2 separate regions of the Danio rerio genome follow, and region 1 is linked to region 2. A link is a contact called in public Hi-C data. All regions are on one chromosome and are shown on one strand. The core of a region is the stretch at or near the end of the contact, and the rest is flanking DNA. Distances in the headings are between cores, read along the strand shown. Region 1 holds the start of syt6a (synaptotagmin VIa). Region 2 holds the start of c1qtnf12 (C1q and TNF related 12).

Region 1 (5,609 bases), core at 858-3,357, 220 kb before region 2:
AGCCTATTACTATTTACTGCCATTATATTAATCCCAAGGACCACAAATTCAGCTAATAAAACCTTGGATGACCTGCAGATAAGTAAATTAACAAAAAAAAAATGATTTTAGGTGAACGATTCCTTTAAAAACGTTTATCACACAAAACATTTTTTCAGTATTTGTATGTAGGTAAATTGACCTCCATATCATTTCTTATTTGCTTGACCCTTTAGATCTGGCAACCAGTGGATGATGTTTATGTATCTTGTTGAACAATAGCAAATCCCTTTATGAACCCCTCAGGGCCTCATTTCCATCTATTGCCATTGTACACCCTTTGTGTGTGTGTCTAACCCATCAGTGGCCTTCTGTCTAATGTTGCACCTGGCTGAGAAATACCCACCATAACACAGCTGCCTCGGCTCTGCATTCCATCAAGCCAAATACAGCAGCTGAGCAATACTGGGTCCCGGGACATCCAAGATCAAACTCTGCTTCACCCTATTTAGCCAGATAAACTAGTCTTCAATTCAACACATTTATGCAGAAACCCACCAGTAGCCCTTGTAATAAGATAGGATTTGTTCTGTTAGCAATTTCTTGTTATTTTAGAAATTAAATTAGTGCTCTATATTAAACAAAACAATACATTGAGCGGCAACAATATTTACAAACGTTTTTAAATTTTTGGAAAACTATTGATTATAGCATAAAAATAAACAGATTTTGTTTTGTTTATTAATTTGTTGTCAGAACAACTTACAATATATGTGTTTGTATATACTGCCAGTCAAACTTAAAAAAAAACATACTTTTAGAAAAAAAAGTCTCTTCTCACCTCAAATAAAACCTCTTATATTGTGAATTAGACCATTTCAATGTGGTGATGTCACTAGCCCATGACTATTCCTGCTTGTTGTCAAACAATTTTAATAACTGTAACAAGAGGCAATTGAATCATATCCTAACATTATTTATCAATATGTAGACCTTTCAGGATTCTTGGAATATGGAAATGAAAAATGTAAAACAGGAAATAGATTTGGACCCCCGTTACTGTTTACATCCCTCAAAATGGTCTATGTGTGTGTCTATGTAAAAGGTGTGTGTGTGTGTGTATACATATATACATATGAAATAAAATATTTTGTAACAAATAATTTTACTGTACCTTTTGATCAATTTATTGTGCCACTGATGATAACAAAATATTTTGTATTAATATTTTTGTACTGATAGTTTTGCATCAAAATATGAGGCAGCACAATGATAATAATAATAATATATATATATATATATATATATATATATATATATATATATATATATATATATATATATATATATATATATATATATATTAAATAAAATGTGTATTTATCTATATGTGATTTCAGAAGGATGGTAAGGACAGTATTGATGTATTGATTTAAATCACATTAGTTAATTACGTTTTAAAATACATTACAACAGTTAATATAAAATCTAAATAAAAGTGTAATATTTTAAAATGTTATTGCAATTTTGACCGATGACGTTAGTGTAGCCATTATAGATGCCTATAAAAGTTAGTCTTTACACGCTGGGGTTAAAGCTAGTTTCAACCTTTTGTCACACCTGTTTTTGTTATAGTCTAAAAGACCTTCAAATTACAGTCTATTTTAAGATTTGACCGATAATGTCATGCATTGCTCATCTTCACCTACTCCAACTATATACTAACGAGGCATCAACGAAACAGCTTCTATTGCAATTTCCAAACCAGTAACGTTAAGTAATCAAAAGACTTTGAAGAAAAATCCAGCGTCAGTATTCATAACATAAACATACGTGAAATCGCTTTCCCGACACAATGACCGTCTGTTGCCTGTCTGCCTGCCTGTTGAGAAAAACAACACGAGAAGCGTCACATTTTACCTTTATACATAAGCTGTTTCGTACGCTTTTCTACTTACCGAAGCCAGCCGTTGACTGTTTCTGTTAATATTCGCCTCGGATAGTTCGGCAGATTGGATTAATTTGTGTATGTATGGTTTAAATTTGCTAGCATGTCGGTTTTGGGCTCGCTCATGTCAGCGCCATGACTCCGCATCATAAGAGACCCTCATTGGACACTTGTACACCAGTTACATGGTGACGTGATCTCAAGTTGGACTGTCCAAACTGTTGAACTGTATGGCGTGCGCACGCTTGTCGTCAAATACTTCACCATTATGATGAGATTTTCACTTCACTTTCTACATAATACGGGTATGTTTATGTAGTAAAACTGTCAAATTTCTTTTGAAAATATCATGACGAAAGCATTGAAGATAAAAAATCGCCAAACAATGAAGACCAGGTTGTGAGGAGGACTTTAAATGAGGGTTTGAATGAAAAGTGCGGTTGCTCATTGTCTTCTTTCCCAATGGTTAACTTATATTCTCCCTATTTTCAGTTTCTAAAACTTATATTTATCATGTAGGTTACATGTTTTTATTTAACTCCCATAACCTACTTCAAAAAGGTAAGATTAGGCCTACTGTAGGTTGACTTTCATTAGCCAGTTTTCACAAAATGTTAGTTTTACGCTTTTTGTAAAAACAGCTGCACTATTTTAATGCGTTTCATTTTCAGAAAAGAAATATTTTATGTTGCATAATAACCGTGACTTGCTTAAAATGTTAAATAATCTCTCTTTTTGGTTTTTCCACTTTTAAATAATAGTAAAAATAATAAGACCTGACAAATCCCTCTTTGGGATTAGTTAAGATATATTATATGAAGACAATAGGATAAATCCTACTTATATTTTTTGCATGGACAGTTTATAGCACAGTCAGCCTATATGTAAAGAAATGAACATAAACACAATAAATAGATACATTGAGGACTTTTTATGTTAATTTATTTCTCGTCTTTACAGAAAAAAAACTCAAGTGCATCACATAAGCGTTATATGTTAAAGTCACAAGTAAATCACATATTAAATACTCAGGAAATGGGGTTTTGGAACACATTCATGTGAATATTTGGTCACACTTTACAATAAGGTTCAATAGTTAATGTTAATTAATGCATTTACTAACGTGAACAAACAATGAACAATACATTTACTACTGTATTTGTTCATGTTAGTTAAAGTTAGTTAATGAAAATACAGTAGTTCATTGTTAGTTCATGTTGACTCATGGTGCATTAACTAATGTTAACAAGCATGGACTTGGATGTTAATAATGCATTAGTAAATGTTCAATTATGATTAATAAATGCTGTACATGTGTTGTTCACGATTAGTTCATGTTAGTAAATGCATTAACTAATGAACCATATTGTAAAGTGTTACCGAATATTTGTATTTCATGTGACACCCAGTGCTTAATTTGAGCCAGATCTTGCTGGATCCTGTTCCAGAAAATGTGTGGGCGCAAAAGTCAGGTTTAACTATTGGCACTCAACAATATTTTCATCCAATCATCTTTCTTACATTTATAAATAATGGCATAGTGGCCACCCTAATAATAATTTGTATTTTCAAAATGGCAAAGAGGCAGTCAATCTTGTGGGAACTGTGTCAGGATCAGGATAGCAGGAGACAGAAGCAAAGTGAACTCGAGTCAGCGTTAGCCAGAAAACATGACGGAAGAGGTAATAGGTTTCTTTGCATTATATGTGACAAGATGTCCCACTATTAATTAATTAAATCATTTTATTGTGTTTTTTTTTACTTTAATTGGGCTGTGGTGGTAAAAATATTCCTTCTTTTGAATTTTAGATAACCTGGAAAAAAATACACTTGGAAACAAAACTATACTTATCATTCTTTATTTTTTCATCAGAACATTTTGCATTTTGCATCAACATTAAAGCAAATGGATTATTTCATGCTTTGCTAGATGTTGCTTTAAGATGTTAGGCCCCCCTGGTGCTGTAAAATAATCTTTCTGCCAAGACCAAATCTTTGCATGCATAATCAGAGATAATTGTTTGAGTGAATGGGGAAAAATAGAAAGCCTGTTCTTTTGAAAAGAACATTTCAGATAGGATTTAATTTTATCATGATTACCGAAAGCTGTTCGTTATTTTAATCATGTTGGATTCTAAATCTGGACCTTGATTGTGTTTACTTACAGGTTTAAAAATGAGATTAAACAAGATGTGATGCATAAATTAGATTATATAAAATGCATAAATCTAATCCTGAAGCAGTTTTACGCCATAAACAACAAATACTGTTTAATGAAGTTGGCTGGTATTCAGTAGGAGCATTTTAAGAAAAAAAAATTAACCAGTTATTGCTTGATTAATTAATTTTGAGATTTCTTATTCATTGTTTTTTATTTAAAGTAAGTAGTCAAACATGGAGCTAAACTGTGTAAAAGATCATCAGCTTTCATTGGCCCATGAGAAAACGCTGACATTCCCTTCTGAGAGAAACGATTTGGCTTGGCTTCATGCTGCTGCTCCTCATTGATTAGCCATGACATTGAGTGCATTTTAACACGCTCACAATTGATGTGGTGAAGAAACTGCCACATAATGTTGATGTATTCATCCTTGAGAAGATATTTTGCCTTTAAGCCAGTCTTACAATGGAGTAAAGCAATGTTGGAACGGACTCAAGTCTTTAAAAACAGGTTTGCAGTATTTATCCATCTGATGTCACTGTATTCCAATACCAAGACCCTCAAAAGAAGGCATTTATTCATGCTTGAGAAGATATTTTTGCCTTTAAGCTGGTCTTACAATGCAGTAAAGCTCTATGGTGGAACAGACTCTAGTCTTTAAAAACAGCTTTGCAGGGTTTATCCATCTGATATGACTGTCCTGCAAGTCTTCAGAGGAGGCTGTTAAATTACATAAAGATATCTAAAATAAGGCATTGAAATAAAATAATTAAAAATCCATATATTTCTTTTCAAATTGAAAATCTTCTCAAACATGGATATATGAGCAAATATCAAAACTTATTTCTAGATTTAAAAACTCATGTAAGTCTTAAATGCCATAAAACCTTTCTATGTAAAAAACAACAGCATAACAATTATTAACATTTTGATGATTTAAATATTAATTTGGACGCTTAATTAGTCACTATTTATCATGTGAAATTGAGAAAAAAATCTAATGAAATGTGAATATTGAATCATTTTAAAGTAAATTATAAACGATTAGACGTCTAAATTACGCCTGCTGTAATTTAACTATTTACTCACTAGATGGAGCTGTTTGACATTGTATGCATTTGTTCTATTATTCAGTGCATTCTTTAGGAAAATGTATTAACAATATTGCAACATACTAATCTTTCTATCTAGAATCTATCTATCTATCTATCTATCTATCTATCTATCTATCTATCTATCTATCTATCTATCTATCTGTCTGTCTGTCTGTCTGTCTGTCTGTCTGTCTGTCTGTCTGTCTGTCTGTCTGTCTGTCTGTCTGTCTGTCTGTCTGTCTGTCTGTCTGTCTGTCTGTCTGTCTGTCTGTCTGTCTGTCTGTCTGTCTGTCTGTCTGTCTGTCTGTCTGTCTGTCAATATCTAAAATCAAAAATTGCCTGAATTTACTGCACAACAGACTGGAACAAAAGTGCTGCATAAATCTTGTCTGAATTATATTCTCATTTGCCCACTCTTTGTCAATGT
Region 2 (5,615 bases), core at 1,697-4,196:
GTGAGTCCTATTGATCTATCATAAGACTACACGTTATACATAAATTAATAAACATCATATATCTGTGTAATATTTTAGTTTTTTTAAACTCCAAGGGCTCTATTTTGACGGTCCATGCGCAAAGCGCAGGGCGCAAACGCTTTCAGAATTAATTTTCGCTAATTTAAAGACAGTAAAATCCGCTTTGCGCCGTGGCGCATGGTCTAAAAGGGTTGAGTTTATTTTCTTAATGAGTTATAGGTGTGTTTTGAGAATAAACCAATCAGAGTCTCATCTCTCATTCCCTTTAAGAGCCAGCTGCGTCGCACCATAAGCGCATTTGGAAGTGGAAAAACTGAGCATTTCACTAGCAAACAGTTAACAGTTTTTTTAACAGAAAACAGTTAAACAGAGCATCTACCGCGCAAGAATGAGAGATAAACGATCTACTTTCACTTCACTCTTGGATAGGGAAACCTTTATGCACAGACATCAATTAGCCTATAAATAATTAATTTAGTTTGTTAAGCACAAATATTTGTTTCAAAACTATTTCTAAATTCAGTTTTAATTTCCAGCAAACGAATGAATGAACGATAATAACGAAATATAAATATGGATTTAATAAATAATACTGCTAATAATAATAACATTATACAAAAGCAAATTGCTATGAATGAACTGAAAAAGCCTCCCGATATTAAGAAGGCTCTGCGCTGGAGTTTAGACCGGGTTTGTTTTGGTCTAATGAAAAATATATTATAGTTTTTCAAAATAGCAACGCACAAGCAGTGCACCTCAGAACGCCTTCCTTTTTAGACCAGAACGCCTATGGGCGCACATATGAGCGCAAATGCATTTGCTATTTAAAGAGCGTGGCGCCTCAAAACGACTCTTGCGCCAAGCTGAAACTAGCAAACAAGTATTGAGCCCTATCATAGGCCTTGTGCCTCATTGCGCCGGGTGTATGATAGGGCCCCAAGACTTTATTTAAGTTTTCTTTATTTATTTTTCTATTTATGTAATTTATTTATTTATTTATTTATTTTTGCATAAACAGTTTTGGAAACCACAAAACATTTTAAGGATTTCTGTAAAATCATTTTATGAAAACATTTTTAAATAATTTTCTATCAAAAGTTTTAGGATTTATTTAAAACAAAACATTTTGTACAGTTAAAAGGGCTATTACTATTACTTGTTGATCCATTCAATGCAAATATATATATTTATACAGTTGAAGTCAGAATTATTAGCCCCCCTTTTTTAAATATTTTCCAAATTATGTTAAACCGAGCAAGGAAATTTTCAAAGCTTGTCTGATAATATTTTTCTTTTGGAGAAAGTCTTATTTGATTTGATTTGGTTTTAAATTTTTTAAAAGCCATTTTAATGTCAACATTATTAGCCCATTTAAGCTATATTTTTTCCGATAGTCTACAGAACAAACCATCATTATACAATAACTTGCCTAATTACCCTAACCTGCCTAGTTAACCTATATAATCTAGTTAAGCCTTTAAATGACATTTTAAGCTGTATAGAAGTGTCTTGAAAAATATTTAGTAAAATAGTATTTACTGTCATCATGGCAAAGATAAAATAAACCAGTTATTAGAAAGGAGTTATTAAAACTATTATGATTAGAAATGTGTTGAAAAAATTAGGGGGAACAGAAATTAGGGGGAAAAATAAACAGGGGGGCTAATAATTCAGAAGGCTAATAAATCTGACTTCAACTGTATATATAAAAAATATTAATAAACATATTTATAAATATATATATATATACAATGCTTAGGTTCAGTAATTTCACTTTTATGGCAAAGAATAAGTTCCTTTTATGATTTTCAAAGTAAAATAACTCAGCATAAACAAGGGAGGCTGAGAATAATGCTCATTTTCTATGGAAATTTCAGACGGCACTTCAAGTTTTTTTTTCATCTGAACTCTTCATTAATACACCATCAATTTAAATATATATATATATATATATATATATATATATATATATATATATATATATATATATATATATATATATATATATATATATATAATTTTTATATATATATATATATATATATATATATATATATATATATATATATATATATATATATATATATATATATATATATATATATATATATATATATATATATATATATATATATAATTTAAGGTGTATTAAATCATGTAAACACCTTTCATCATTCTCAAGTAATTTTACTTATACAGTAGAACAGCCATTAGGGTAAGACTCTCGATAAAACATAGCCCCAAGATATTTAAAACACTTGTAACAGTGGCGTCAGCCATCTGTGTTTCACAGCCTTGCTGATTACCTTCAATGTCAGTAAAATGAAGTCACACAGAAACAAGCTAATTATAACAACCATTATCAAATATACAATATCTGACAAAGCTACATAAAAAGGTCAAAGCAAAATTGTAAAATCAGCCTTTTTCAGAGCCCATACCTTTAAAAGCACAATGTTGACTGTATTAGCACTTCAAAACACCTTTACTTGAATAATAATCATCTTTTAGACATATTTGAGAATGCTGCATCGAGCTGCTGTATAGCCCTAAAAAGACTGCACACCTGAACACTGCTTCTAAACAAGAGCTTGTGTAAAACTATTACTGAACACTCTGATGTGAAGTGGTGTTAATGCGCAGCGCTGGATAATGAACAGCAATGCATTGAGAAAGGCTCATGTGATATCTACCTTTGGGCTGCCATCCAGCTCCTCGCTGTTGGAAAGAGTGGTGTTGAATGCTTCGGTGTGCTGTGGAGCGCCTTCCTTCAGCCTCTTAGGCACCTTCCTGCCCTCGGCCCACCCTAGAGGGATGCACTGGCTCCAGAGCACAGCCGTCACCACAGCTAGTACCCAGCAACGCATCTTCAGCCCACCAGCCAGGAGACCGTTGTTGGGTCAGAAAGCAGACTCTATCACAGTCCTTCTCTCTGTGGGAAGTTCTCGACTTCAAGAAATACAAAGGAACAGCGAGACGTCCCGCACGCTTGACCTCACAGGGAGATAAATACTGTAAGAGGCAGGCAAAGTGATTAAGGAACTTGTCCACTCCACCTGATACCTCAGCCTGCTCTTGATCTTCTCAGCAGCTACCAGTGTGAGGCTCAAGCCCCTTTGGCAAAAACAAAGCAAAGCTTACTCGACTATGAAATGTGTCAAGTGCGGAGCAATCCTGGGAAATGACAGGTCGTCGCTGAGCTGACAGCAAATAAACCCATTAGTGAGATTTTTCACGCTTCCTGCCCCATGGGGGGTAGCAGAGGGCAACTAAAGAAGGTCCCAAACTGGGAAAGGGGGAACTGGATGGAAATTACTCAGATTCCCTCTCACTTTCTCTCTGATTCTTCACCTCCGTCTCGCTCCTGGGATGTGGAGTCTGTGTGGTGATGCAGCTGAGAAGATTCTCTGGTAAGCAACGCTAAGCTCTTGCCCCATCAGTCTTCACATGTGGTTCCTTCTTGAAGCCGAGGTGGGAAAAAAAAGTCCTGAGGGAATTGGAAGTTGGAAATGATCCAGTTTTCTTAGCCTTTGGCCTTCCTTTGCCTTTTTTTCCTTGCAGGGAAAAATCAGTCTCCCTCGGAGCAACTTTAAAGCACTTGATGGGACGATCACACCCAAATACATCAGCCTTGGGTGACAAAAACAAATGCACGCTCTCCCCAAAGAGCAAAATCTGTGGTAGGTCCTGCTCACAGTTCTGTCCAAATCTTATGCTGTTGCTCCTGCACTCTCTCACTCTGCTTACAGGAGGGCTCGCAGCAGAGTTTATCACAGCCCCCTCTCTGTCTCTTGCTCTTTCTCTCTCTCTCTCTTTCTGATTCCCTTGCTACTCTTTTCCTCATCAGTGAAACTGGCAACCTCAGTAGGCTCAGCCCTGTTTTATCTCACTAATGAAATACTCAAGTCTTGAGGGAGAGCTCTTTGGCAGGCAGACTCTAGGGAATGCGTGTTCATGTGTGTAGGTGTAAATCTGTGCGTGTATGTGTCTGAGTGAGTGTGTGTTGTGTCCTACTTTGCAGTACATGTGACATTTAGACTCAGAAAGAACTGCTTTTAGGGACTAAAAGTGATTGACCAACTGACTAGACTAGATGTCTGGAAAGGACTGGACAGCCCTGTTATGGAGTCACTCCATAACAAACTTAAAATCTGCATGTACGCACAGCCTACTAGTACTGCATCAGAAACATAATCCATAGTACTATTAATTTCTCATTGCTAAATGTAATAACTTGCAAAACATGCTGTTAAACATTAGTGTATAGTGATCCTAGTATTACTACAACATAAATCACAATATGTTCATGTTATTAATTTATTATTTTACTCACTGTGATTCATTGACAATTATGCACATTTTTTAACTTTGTGGTTAAGTTTTGCAATGCTAATAGACAGTGCTGTTTAATACTGGTAACATTCTAGATCCTCTGATCTTCTTCCTCCCTCTGGTGGCTGGAAATAAAGTTGCAGGACTTCATATTTTTCAGTGTGTATTATTAATCTGTATATTATTAAACTTTACTATAAAACCAAAATGCAAGTCGCAAATTAAAAAATGTTTCTCACACTTATTTTGAATTTAGATTTAACTTACCATAAAACTATTTTAAACACACACACAAAAAAAAATTGTGTATGCTCAGGGATAGGCGATATAAGTATTTCAAATGTATTTCAAATACAAAATAGTATTTTGTCATTTGTATTTGATAGGGTTTATGAAAACTGGTTAATATTTTGTAGTAAAAATACTTTAGTGTCTTCTATTTTTGTATTTTTAAAGTACTGTAAAATACTTTGTAAGAAGTCTACATGATGACTTTGTAAAAATGCAGCCTCAAATTCATGCTTTCTCAGTTATTTGCCTAGGATTGACATCAGAACAGAAAATTTATTAATATTGAAGAAGGGCGTCAATGCTTGGAGTATGAATAAAATATTATGCACTAACAAAACCTCCAAAAGGCTGTACTGGTGTTCACTAAGGAGGTAACTTGACACTCTTCCATAAGAACTGAAAAACTCTTGGGAGAAAGAGTATACTGCACATATAATAGTAGTTTACGGTGGATTGCTAATGTAGATGCCAAGAAAATAAGACATTAACAATATTAAAATAAATCCCACAGTGGCGATTTCTGCGATACTTCATTGGCAGTTTTAAATGCCACTAGTTAATCTGCTGGTGCTCAAATGAAGAGGACATGTCTGACTAAAGATGTCAAAGTTTAAATTAATTTAAAAGAATTATGTGTACAAAAAATGTAAATAACCTCTTCATATATCACCCATTTAAAATATAAGGCTGTTAAGAGATGGTGTCAATTTTAATGGCCACGCAAATGATGGAAACACAATAAAGAGATACTATGTTCCAGCTCATAATCTGCATTATATGGTGTTTTACAGTGATTAAAGACATCATCTTCAAGACAGGACTTTCTGTATAAAATTTGTACAAAATGTATGCTAAAAATATTGGCAACTGACCCAGCCGGGACACAAACCAGTGACTTTCGTGTTCAAACAGAAACAAAGGTTTATGAATACCTATTCAGGTGTTTTTGTCTCATAGGAGAGGTCAACGAG

What was found. A called contact is a pair of places that touch in the nucleus more often than the background predicts.
Region 1: a contact with region 2 is called in a Hi-C map of an unstated tissue, with 4 times the contacts expected there. The contact joins the promoter of syt6a here to the promoter of c1qtnf12 in region 2. A contact is called at or near these places in 1 of 18 Hi-C or Micro-C datasets (an unstated tissue) and 1 of 4 datasets of contacts at active chromatin or transcription factors (embryo).

Annotation. Positions count from the first base shown.
Region 1 is chr23:27,865,576-27,871,184 of GRCz12tu, reverse strand. syt6a (synaptotagmin VIa) reads left to right here and starts at 2,107. Exons shown (of 10, transcript XM_073939012.1): 1 at 2,107-2,232. klhl21 (kelch-like family member 21) reads right to left here and starts at 2,048. Exons shown (of 6, transcript NM_001320407.1): 1 at 1,938-2,048; 2 at 1,813-1,861.
Region 2 is chr23:27,644,954-27,650,568 of GRCz12tu, reverse strand. c1qtnf12 (C1q and TNF related 12) reads right to left here and starts at 2,946. Exons shown (of 8, transcript NM_001080078.1): 1 at 2,715-2,946. The coding sequence starts at 2,888.